2 separate regions of the Rattus norvegicus genome follow, and region 1 is linked to region 2. The links are chromatin contacts, called in public Hi-C maps. All regions are on one chromosome and are shown on one strand. The core of a region is the stretch at or near the end of the contact, and the rest is flanking DNA. Distances in the headings are between cores, read along the strand shown.

What was found. Hi-C and Micro-C count contacts between places; a contact is called where the count stands out from the background.
Region 1: a Hi-C map of Schwann cells shows a contact between it and region 2, with 3 times the contacts expected there. The contact joins the promoter of LOC134480368 here to the enhancer-like site in region 2. A contact is called at or near these places in 7 of 12 Hi-C or Micro-C datasets (the A7r5 cell line, the Rat2 cell line, Schwann cells and 4 more).

Annotation. Positions count from the first base shown.
Region 1 is chr9:57,148,844-57,154,493 of GRCr8, forward strand. It overlaps LOC134480368, which reads right to left and starts at 2,342. Exons shown (of 2, transcript XM_063267897.1): 1 at 1-2,342.
Region 2 is chr9:57,093,955-57,099,558 of GRCr8, forward strand. No RefSeq gene overlaps it. Among named protein-coding and RNA genes, the nearest start is that of Stat4, 16 kb to the left of the region's middle. Within about 2 kb of position 4,002, at least 15 of the 93 cell types and tissues checked have an H3K27ac peak or open chromatin away from gene starts, as enhancers often do. A contact at or near this core is called in Schwann cells, where this site is marked.

The DNA of each region.
Region 1 (5,650 bases), core at 1,092-3,591, 53 kb after region 2:
TTAAGGGGGGCTGTTGGAGCGCCAACCCCATCCCACCAGTCTCTGCCCAAGCCAGTGTCCTGTCCCGGTTCATAGGGTTAGAACTTGAAGGGGAGTTCCGTGGGGGCCAGTTATTTGGGCCCCTCCTTCCTCAAAATGAATTTGTGCTTTTAGTTTGGTGAGCAGGTCAAGGCCCAGCAGAGGGTACGGGCAGTCCGGAACATGTAAGAAGGAATGGGTCACCTTACCGGTAGCCAGCTGAACCCGGCGGTCCGTAGTCCATCGGTATTGTTTCTCACCAGTAGCTCTTTGTACCCAGGCCGTCCGGTCGCTGAGTTGTCCTGAAGCTTGGGTGAGGACTGAATGCTGGGCTCCTGTGTCTACCAGGAAAGTAACCGGCTGCCCCCCAACTTTAAGCGTTACCCTGGGCTCAGGGGGGGGCTCCTGGCCCTGACCTCCCTAATCTTTATCTAGAGCCAAGAGGGAGGTTTGTGGTCGAGGCTTTCGGGGTCCGCCAGGCTTCTTGGGGCACTCTCTGGCCCAGTGCCCTTTCTCTTTGTAATAGCCACATTGATCTTTATCTAGCTTCAGCCCCTTTCGAGCTCCCCCCCTATCTCCCTTCCTTTCTTGGCCCTGAACTACGGCGGCCAAGATTCGACTCAATTCTTTGTTTTTTTTTTTTTTTATCTCTCTCTTATTAAAAATCTTTTCAGCTTCTTTAAGTAAATCCTGTAATGTATAGCCCTGTAAATTTTCTAACCTCTGTAACTTAGTCCTGATATCTGGAGCAGCCTGCCAGATGAAGGACATAGAGACACTCGTCATTTGTCCTGGGTCATCTGGGTCATAGGGAGTGTACATACGGTAGGCCTCCTTAAGTCTCTCTAGAAAGGCGGAGGGAGTTTCCCCTGCTTCCTGTAATACCTGTTTTACCTGAGCCAAATTAGTAGGGCGTCGTATAGCCCCTCGGAGACCCGCTAGAAGCAACTGGCGATAAAGGCGTAGGTGTCCCTTACCTTCAGCTGTATTAAAATCCCAGTTTGGTCTCTTAAGTGGGAATGTAGCATCAATTTTTTTAGGCAGCTGGGTGGGACGCCCATCATCTCCCAGAACATGCTTTCTGGCCTCTAGGAACACTCCTTGTTTTTTTTTTTTTTTTTTCTTGAGGTTAAGAGGGCCTGTAAGAGCTGTTGGCAGTCATCCCAAGTAGGCTGGTGGGTAAGTAAAACAGATTCTATTAGGTCGGTGAGTGTCACCGGATCTTTGGAGAAAGAAGGGTTGTGTTGTTTCCAATTGTAAATGTCAGCTGCTGAAAACGGCCAGTATTGGGTCTGGCCACCGGTTCCCTGTCTAGGTGGGAAAGCCTGGGAGGTTGAAATCTGGCATCACCTCTCGCTTATTGTGCAATCTCCCTGCGACAGGGGAGAAACCCTTATCAGACTGTGGCCCGGCAACTGATCTGGCCGGCGGCTCTGCCTCCTCCGTTTTAGCCGGGCCTGTCAGAGAGAAGATCTATGAGAGGGGAGTTTGGGTCTGCCAGGAGGACAGGTTTCTTAGAAGGCTCTGATTTCACAAAGGTAGAGAGAGGAAGACGTGGCCGGCAGACCGGGCGGGGCCGAGGGGACAGGCTGGGGGTTGAGGGGAGGCCAATTCGGGTCCACGAAGGGTTCCGCCCAGGGGGAGGGTTTTAAGGCGAGACTCTCTCAAGTGATAATATAAGAAACCTGGTCAGGATGTCCGTGGACGACCCGATCTTTAACCTGTAAAATAATGATCTTATTAAATGTGTCATTCACTGGCCATCCTGCTCCGAAAGTGGGCCACTCGGATGTGTAGAGAGTCTGCCCTTTTCCTTTTTTTTTTTTAACCTCGACGGACTGGTTGTGTGCCCGGTCGTGGACGTCTTCCCAATGATCAAGAGTGAGACTTAGGGGCATTGTTAGGGACTGTCCCATGTTAGTTCTAAGGAAGATTAGAACACAGAGAAAACAAACAACACCAACAGTCAAACAAACAACAGACAGGCGTGCTGCACGGCTTTGGTACCAAACTGAAAGCAAAAAGTCAGATGGAGGTGGCAAAGGTCCGGGGCCCTCTGAAAGCCAAAAATACAGACAGAGGTGCCGTTAGTCCGGATCTTTCTCCTCCCAGATTGGGCCCCGAAAAGTCGGGCCCCTAACACCCTTGGAACGTCTTCCAGGGCTGCGGGGCGAGAAGTCCGAGCTCGTCAGCTCCTTCTTCGTCCCGCCCAAATTCCAAACAACCTGGCTGAGCGCTCACAGAACAGACCTGGCTGAGCGCTCACAGAACAGACCTGGCTGAGCGCTCACAGAACAGACCTGGCTGAGCGCTCACAGAACAGACAGAATAAGGCAGAACGAGACAAAATCAGGCAGACAGACAGACGCCGGCCGGCTTACCTCCCAGTGGGTGGTCGGTGGTCCCTGGGTGGAGGATCTCCTTTCCCGGCCAATGCACCAAATGAAAAGCTCTCATGGAGAACTTTCCCTCGGGATGGAGACCCTCCAACTCCAAAGACCAGACCGAGACACCACAGGATGCAATCAGCAAGAGGATTTGGTTTATTGATGGGATACACAGGCACAGGCACCTGCGGGCGCTTCAGTCACTCGGGGGACTGGCGCGCCCCACGGAACCAAGGATGGGCTTTTATAGGATTTTGGGGAGCAGAAGCAAGCATACAGAAGCAGATGCATGGTTACAGGGATATAATTGGTGGATTCTAATATGGCAAGGGTTTAGCCCGGGGGCAAGTTTCCTAGCTACCTTCCTGAAACATAACGGCTGACTCGGCCCCCCAAGGGTTCAGCCCGGGGGCAAGTTTCTTAGCTACCTTCTTGGAACATAACGACTGACTCGGCCCCCCACCAGGGTGTGGGACCTCTCCCGGGGCTTTTTTTCATTGTCAGGTGCTCAACCGAAGTCGTCCTGTTGCCAGGCCTTCAACCAAACACATCCTGCTTGGCAGCTGCTGTGTACTCAGTGTTCTAACCTTTCCCTGAACTAGTCATCTTAAGTACAGCCTTGCAAAATGGTGTTACTGCTGCTAAGCTGGGGTCTTTCAAAATGTTTAAATCATAACAGAAATCCATTTATGAGTTATGACCTATTATTGATACTGGAAGCTAACACAGGTATAATTAAAGCCCCCCAGCCTAGTTGTCAGGTGCTCTGTCCAGAGAGAATGCTTTTAGAAACTCAGGTGGTGTTTACCTTATAAAAGTTGCCCTGGCCTTGTGCACTCATTTATGCAGTTAAAACCATGATGTCTAGAGCAGGCTACCAGAAACACAGTTCAAGAGGAACTTTCTAATCCCCAAGGTCTCGGAAGTGTGAACGGCAGGGAGGGAGACTGAGCTTCTAAATTCATGGTGCTTCCCTCCCTCCTCCTCTGTGGTCACCTCCCTGTCCTTCACTCTTAAGTAATTCACTGATACGGTCTCACTAAATAGCCACAACCCAAATTCATAGACATCCTTCTGCCTCATTCTCCCAAGCCCTGGGTTACCTCCTGAAGGCCGCTCAACCCAGTAAAACACAAAGCTTCGGTTTATTTTTTTCGTCCTGAGGATCATTTGGCTGCTACTGCATAGATCTTGTCACAACACTACATTTTGCACTCTTCTATCTGGGGTTCCCTATGAGGACATCTACCATGCCTTGGAAGGGTCCTGTTTACTTGCGAATAACAAAAATCATCTCATCGTGGCTTAGTAGGAGGTGCCAAGAATGGACGTTTATGAATGTTGCCTGGCAGGGATGGGGCATGCCTCAGGAAGGGAGGTGCATTATCCGGGGTCACCAGACATAAAGAGCATCTCCGCTTAGATCTGATCTCACCTCTCACCATCTCCCTCATCACACATGAAGTCTGTGAAATCTAAGTTATTAGTGGGTGGGATTCCTGTCTCTCCTTGTTGCTTTCCAGCCTGCTTCATCAGATAACTGGAAAAGGTTTCTAGAATAAATGGGAACTTTAATCTGTGGCTTGACGTCCAGTTCTAATGTTTAGCCTTCTCTCTCAAACCAGTCTCCTTTCAAAGGGGAGGATCCTCCAGGAATTCCAGAAATTGCTATGTCCATTTTCTCTTAATCCCGTGGAGAAGTATTTTCTTTCTCTATGAGATAATGAAGATAACATATAATGCTTACTGAATATCTGTTGTACATCAGGAGCTGTCCTAGCACCTTACATGCACTAATTTATTTAAATCACTTTGCCCACATGACATAAATGTTATTATCCCTATTGTGCAGACAGAAATTCCAAATATTGGAATAAAAGTTTGTTTGCATATACAATTTCCCTTTCTATGAGAAACAAGAAAGGCATTCAGTAAGAAAGGCAAATTCTTGACTTGTTTCTTAGCAAAGTTCATAGTTTACTCAATAGAAATCAAACGATATAAAATAATAAAAAGGTTAATAATTCTTCAGGATTCTGGCACTACGCTAAGAGTATTACTGTATACCAGTAACTCCTAAAGTCCTCGTGGCTGTGGAGTTAGGGATATTAAAACTAAGGAAGAGATTAAGGAGAAACAAAACTGTCCACTAGGTGGCACTCATCCCTCCGAATGAAGGGTGTGGGCGGGAACCCTTGGGATTATGTTCTCAGAGAAGCCGAAGATTCAGATGGCTTTCAAATTCCTAGGCTGAGAGCTTTTATTGAGGTGCGTTGAGGAGCAAGATACCCTCAAGTGAACTCTACCTGTTCTGCTCATAGTGAGTTCAGGTACATAGCAGTCAGCATAGTGTAGACTCCACACTGTAGAGGGTGGGTGTAGTACTCAGCTTCAAATTCAATTTTAAGCGCAGTTTTCTCCTGATTGCAGCCCTAGTCATTACTAGTTGAATGACCTCGGAGAGGTTACTTAACCTTTCAATAACGTAGGGTCCTCACCCATGAGGGACAATCATAAGACTTACTTCATTCTTCTTTGCATGAAGCAATATTAATGTAGCTTCTGTAGCTGACTATCAAATACAACTGCAATTTCTCTTGGCTCAGAATTTACTACTGAGGACAGTAACTCAGCTTCCTGTTTAAAAATGGGCGTTTACTACATAAGAGCAAGAGACATCGGTTTTGTATCTCCTGCAAGCTAGCTAGTTCCAAGCCGAAGACCTAGGGAGGAAAATAACAAAAGAAAAGTAAGAAATTTAAAAAGTAAATAATTTTAAAAATGTGTAAAGCAAGGCAAGTCAGATGTATTTGCCTAGGTCTGAGGCCAGGGAAGGCGTCTAAGACAGGGTTACAGCCAGGGAGCTGAACTGGGCACAAAAGCTTCCAGTTGCAGGTGAAAGAAAAGATATTTGCATGGGCAAGAAAGCAGCTAAGTTCAAACATGTGAGCAAAGACCAGGGTCAGAGGCTCAACTTACTGGATAGAAGGGCACTTCATAGGGTTTTAAACAGGGGTATAATGTAGTATTGCTCAAAAAAAAAAAAAAAGAGAGCAATTTGTTTGTTGTTTTGTTTTGTTTTTATTTGTGTGTTTGGTTTTGGTTTTGGTTTTTTCCAGACAGGGTTTCTCTGAATAACAGTCCTGGCTATCCTGGAACTTACCATGTAGATCAGGCTGTCTTCAAACTCACAGAGATCCACCTGCCTCTGCCTCCTGATTGCTGGGATTAAAAGCGTGCCCCAC
Region 2 (5,604 bases), core at 2,752-5,251:
CTTGGATGCAAGGTCTCAGGTCTTGGAGATCAAGGTGATCCTCAGCTAGTTGTCTGAGGCCAACTTGGGTTCCTTGAGACTTTGTCTAAAAAAATTTTATCAAATGGGAATCACTCTGCACCATGAGGAGAAGAAACTAAATACAAGATGTTATGACAACATCACTGTCAATAAATTTAGCAAGTGCTGAGATTTCTAAGTTATTTGATTTGTTCCTTGAGCAAGAGAAACTTGTTGACATGAATGGGACTGTTATATAAACAGCTCCAAAACCCAAAATAGAAGCCGTGTTGTAGAGCCATATCTAATTGGATAAGGGTGAATTTCTAATGCTAAGGTACCCCTCATAGGACATAGGAGGTTTTGAAGGAAACCTGTGTCTTCCATCTAAGCAATCCCAAGTGATTACCCCCTTAATTGACTATATTCTTCGAGGCTATCAATACAGTGAGAGGCATGCTCACTGAGCATGAACATTTCTCTACTGGGTAATTGTGGAAAAGAAGGCAAGGAAGATGCAGAGAAACTTTGGTCTTACAGGTACAGAGAACAGAGGAAATGAAGCCTGAAGGATCTGAGTATTTTGATAAATCCTCATGTTCAGCACTAGCTCCCTGTGGTCTGGCCATTCAATGAAATCAATAGCTGGAAACTGAAAGGCCTGGAGGGAGAGCAAATGGTGGGGCCCATGGAGCACCACAGGCAGCAGCAATCTGGGCATTAGAGATACTGCCTGAACTATAATTTGTTAACATAAATTGAAATACCTAATCCCTGTCCTGCTGTTAATATACCTACAGTCCTTTATAACCTATATAACATATGATCCTAGCCAAGTAACATACATCTGCTGATGTGGATGCAGATTTCCCTTGCCTGTACTGTAGCAGCAACAACCACTTGCACGTTGTCTCTAGTGTCTATTGGGGATCTTCCAAGAGGTGAGAGGATGTGAAGAAGGAAAAAGGAAGAACTAAACAAACATTGCCTCTTCTAGGAAGATGGCTGTACAGTAAGCATTTGGGACGACGGGAAATGAAACATCTCTTTAGTCTAATCAGTTTGGTCATTTCATGAGGAACGAGACAACCCAACATAGACCCATCTGATAGGGTGACTGATTTTTTTCTCCATCTTTATTAACTTGAGTATTTCTTATTTACATTTCAAATGTTATTCCCTTTCCCAGTTTCCAGGCCAACATCCCCCTAACCCCTCTCCCTCCCCTTCTACATGGGTGCTCCCCTCCCCATCATCACCCCATTACCGTCCTCCCCCCCAACAATCCTGTTCACTGGGAGTCCAGCCTTGGCAGAGCCAAAGGCTTCCCCTTCCACTGGTGCTCTTACTAGGATATTCATTGCTACCTATGAGGTCAGAGTCCAGGGTCAGTCCATGTATAGTCTTTGGGTAGTGGCTTAGTCCCTGGAAGCTCTGGTTGGTTGGCATTGCTGTTCATATGGGGTCTCGAGCTCCTTCAAGCTCTTCCAGTCCTTTCTAAGATTCCTTCAACGGGGGTCCCGTTCTCAGTTCAGTGGTTTGCTGCTGGCATTCTCCTGTGTATTTGCCACATTCTGGCTGTGTCTCTCAGGAGAGATAAACATCCGGTTCCTGTCAGCCTGCACTTCTTTGCTTCATCCATCTTATCTAGTTTGGTGGCTGTATATGTGTGGGCCACATGTGGGGCAGGCTCTGAATGGGTGTTCCTTCAGTCTCTGTTTTAATCTTTGCCTCTCTATTCCCTGCCAAGGGTATTCTTGTTCCCCTTTTAAAGAAGGAGTGAAGCATCCACATTTTCAGGGGTGACTGACTTTAATACAAAACTTCACACTTGCATATTGCCACGTAGAGAGCAACAACTATACCTAACCTTTCCCCAAAATACTTTTTTCCCTCCATCTTTATTAACTTGGGTATTTATTTACATTTCAATTGTTATTCCCTTTCCCAATTTCCAAGCCAACACCCCCCTAACCCCTCTCCCTCCCCTTCTATATGGGTGTTCCCCTCCCCAAAATACTTAATATGAGCATCACCCACTCCAAATTCCTTGCCACACACCGAAATTATCCAAAGTAACTAACATCAGAATTGTGGAAAACACATTGGAAAGAAAGAAGTACAGTGTTCTGTCTCCTTTATGTTGAAATCGTCAATAATAGCTCTATAGTCTGAAACTAAGAGAAACCAAACTAAATTGAACACTTCCACAGAAGCATGGTTGGTGACTCCACAATGTGTAAAAATAACGGATTCAGTCTCAGCAATGAAGAAACTCGATAGCATGTCTTATTTTCCCAGAAGTATTTGACTGCATGACATTAGATCATTCATGATCAGCTGTCCTAGATTATGTCCTTCACCGAGCTTGTGGGGGCTGCAAAGTCGTGGTTTCATGTAATACCATAGCTGTGAAGTAGTCTTACACACAGTGAGAGAAGAATGTTTAATAGAAAAGCACAACTTTAAGGATGGGTGCTCTCTCATATCTGTGAGTATGTGGATGATGGTCAAGTTTTCAAAGTCCCCATTCCTTGGCCAGTTCTGAAGACAAAGACTCTGTCCGAGCACTAGAGGGTGCTATTTCCACATGGAAAGCAAACAGGGCTGGGGTTTGATAGTGATTTACCCCTAAGTTCTTTTACATTTGAACAGCATGGGTATTCTTTGGCTGCTTCTCACTTGTGATTGTGTATTTTTTTAATAGGAACTCCATGCTGGACCTTATCAACTTGCCGTATGTACAAACATACATACATACATACATACATACATACATACATACATCAGGGTGAATTAGGAGGGAAAAAAATAGGAAAGGAACAATAGCCATGCCAAATGACTATGAGTATTTAATTAACTCTTGGCATGCTTGAGCCTGAAGAATGACTCACTTGGGACAGAGCTGAGATAGGAATTCCATTAATGTAGGTTAAAAGACAAAACTAACAAACAGAAGCAAAGCAAAACAAAACAAAACCCCTCTAAGTCTTAGATGCTCAAGGATCTCAAGTCTACAAAGGGTGGTAACGCCAAAGGGTGGCTCAGGCCTCCTATCTCTATCTTGTCACAGCATCCACTCTAGCAAATGTCTAACTTTTAAAACCATCTAAACAAAGATGCTAGAGTCACATAGCAAAGTCTCCTTCCTTAGACAAGTGGTCTCTGGCTTTATCTTACCAATAAGTCGCTGGTTTTTAAGTTCTTTGTTTCGGAAGCCGAGAGCCAGTGATGTTGGTTGGTTGGTTTGCTACATAGCCTTTTTAAAAGAAAGTTCTAACATAGCATAGAACTCCAACACTCCTATTCATTTATAATATAAACATGGCCCCCACACTCACTTTCTTATCAATGCATAGAATAGGAAATTCCAAGTATTATGTAAAAGAGAGATTACAAAAGAAGGGATTGTGGGATCCACAGTAAAATACAGAAGAGTTGTATGTTCAGGCTCTCTAAAAGATGGCTCTCAGCCTGCCAATCCCCTCAGGGTAAAGAAGCTTGTCCTGTCTAGCCCTGTCAGAAACATCCGTTTAATGAGCTGTAATGTGAGACTTTGACATAACCAGCTGCACAGTGGTAACTCTACTGTAAGTACATTGTCTTCTTGCCCAAATCCAATACTGCTCCATTGTAAACAAGAAGTCTGGCTTTACTTGGCTTTCCACTAAAAATATTTAAACTAAAACAGAAACTGACATCATAAGGGCAGGCTGAGTTCCCTGTGTTTAGATTTTGCACCATTTCTTTACCGTTTCCAGAAATTTCCACCGGATGCTGCTTAATAGCTACAACAATGGGTTACATACAGAGATTAACAGGGGAAACCCGATTAAATCATCCAGACAACTGATCTTTCTGCAAAGATCAGGCTCTCCAGATTGGGACTTTAACACTCTGCTTTGGGCCAAGAGCCAAGAGAGATGTACAGTGACTCTGTTGTCTTCCTGCTCAATTCTGACAGAGCACTGAACTGTTTTAGTTGGCTCCACTCATACCCCACTTAATGCCTTAAATGGGAACTTCCAGCGGCGCTGCTCTTTGCCTCGGAGATAGCCAATGGCAGCAATGCTGTCTTGTGGCAGGCAATTACCTCTCCTAAATGGTGCCTGGGCTAAAGTCAAGGTCAGGTTACCCCTGAGAACACCAGGAGACAAAGCCAACCTGGGAAAAAGAGCGGCCCAGTCTTGTCTGCTGTAGCTGCATTGTGTAAACCCTGGCTCAGAGTCCCTATTGTTTCAGGCTTATTTACTCAGCTGGCAGAATTTACTCAACAGCACAGCTGAAACCCTGAGTTTCTCACCTCTGGGCAGTGGGCTTTCTAGCAAGTGAACAGTGTGCTCTCCCAGATACGTGTCCATTCTGACTGTAGTTAACTCAAGTTTTTCAGGGTGGGCCTTGTGACTAGAAGTTTCCCGGGTGGTTGTCATAGACTCAAATTCATCTTACTTTTCTTTGTCAAGAACACCCAGGCCTCAGTCGAGCAACATACTTTTGAAAAATGACCTACGCTTTGTACTCATGCGTTTGGACGGCCAACCAGGGTACCCAGTCTTGACTCTGTCTTTGTGATTGAGAAGTAAGCCTAGAGAGAGCGAGAAAACTCCAGGAAGAAAGCAGATTGCTTCCAAAGCAGTCATAGTCAACCGTGGAGGGGTAGGACTTACTTTACAGAGCGCTTGCTGAAGTGGCTGACTTTTCTTCAGGGTAACAGCTGTTTAACATTTCCTGGAGAACTGGGGAAGTGCCAGGACACTGGGAAAAGAGCCAACATGACATAGTTGTTACAAACGGGGGAAAGGTTTAGTAGAAAAAAAAATTAAGACCTATAAGTTCAACTTTTATAGGTGGAGAGGAAGTCTTGACAGCGAATAAATAATAAATAAACAAGATACTGATTTTACATGAGCTACATGCCTCCCGAGCCAATCTAGTATTTTAATCTGCCAACAAGAGATCTACAGATATCTGTGGACTAGAGGTAGGGCCGTAAGTGCACGGGAGAAAATGATGTTCATACGGACAAGCCCTAGGAATCATGATCACACTGGAGTAGCTGAAATGGAGAACAAAGTGAAGGTTGTACCTGGGACAAGGGGGCAAAACCTAAGAAAATTCAATTCACCTGAGATATTATGCTATCTCCTGCTGTTAATAGAATTTCTGGGTTGGAGGGGCAGATGATGGGTTAAAGAGGCCTGCAGCCAAGCCTGACAACCTGAGTTTTATCCCTACAGTCCGCGTGACAGAAGGAGAGAGCCAGCTCCTGCAAGCTGTGCTTTAACTTGCACATGTACACCACTGCACACATATGCCCTCCTACATAAATAAAAACATACAAAATAAAGGAAGCCATAACTTTGAAAACTTGAATTTCCAAGCCTGGGTCCATAGAGAGTGTTTAGTTCCTTTGAGACAAACAGCTGCCATTGACTACTTTGGATAATACTGTTTCTTCATTCTCCTTCCAGTAATTCATATTCAAGTGTGTATGAGCGTATGCATGTATGCATGCATGGGTATGTATACATGTGTATGTAAGCATGTATGTATGTGTACATGTGTATATGCATTGTACACATGTATGCATGTATGTATTTATTT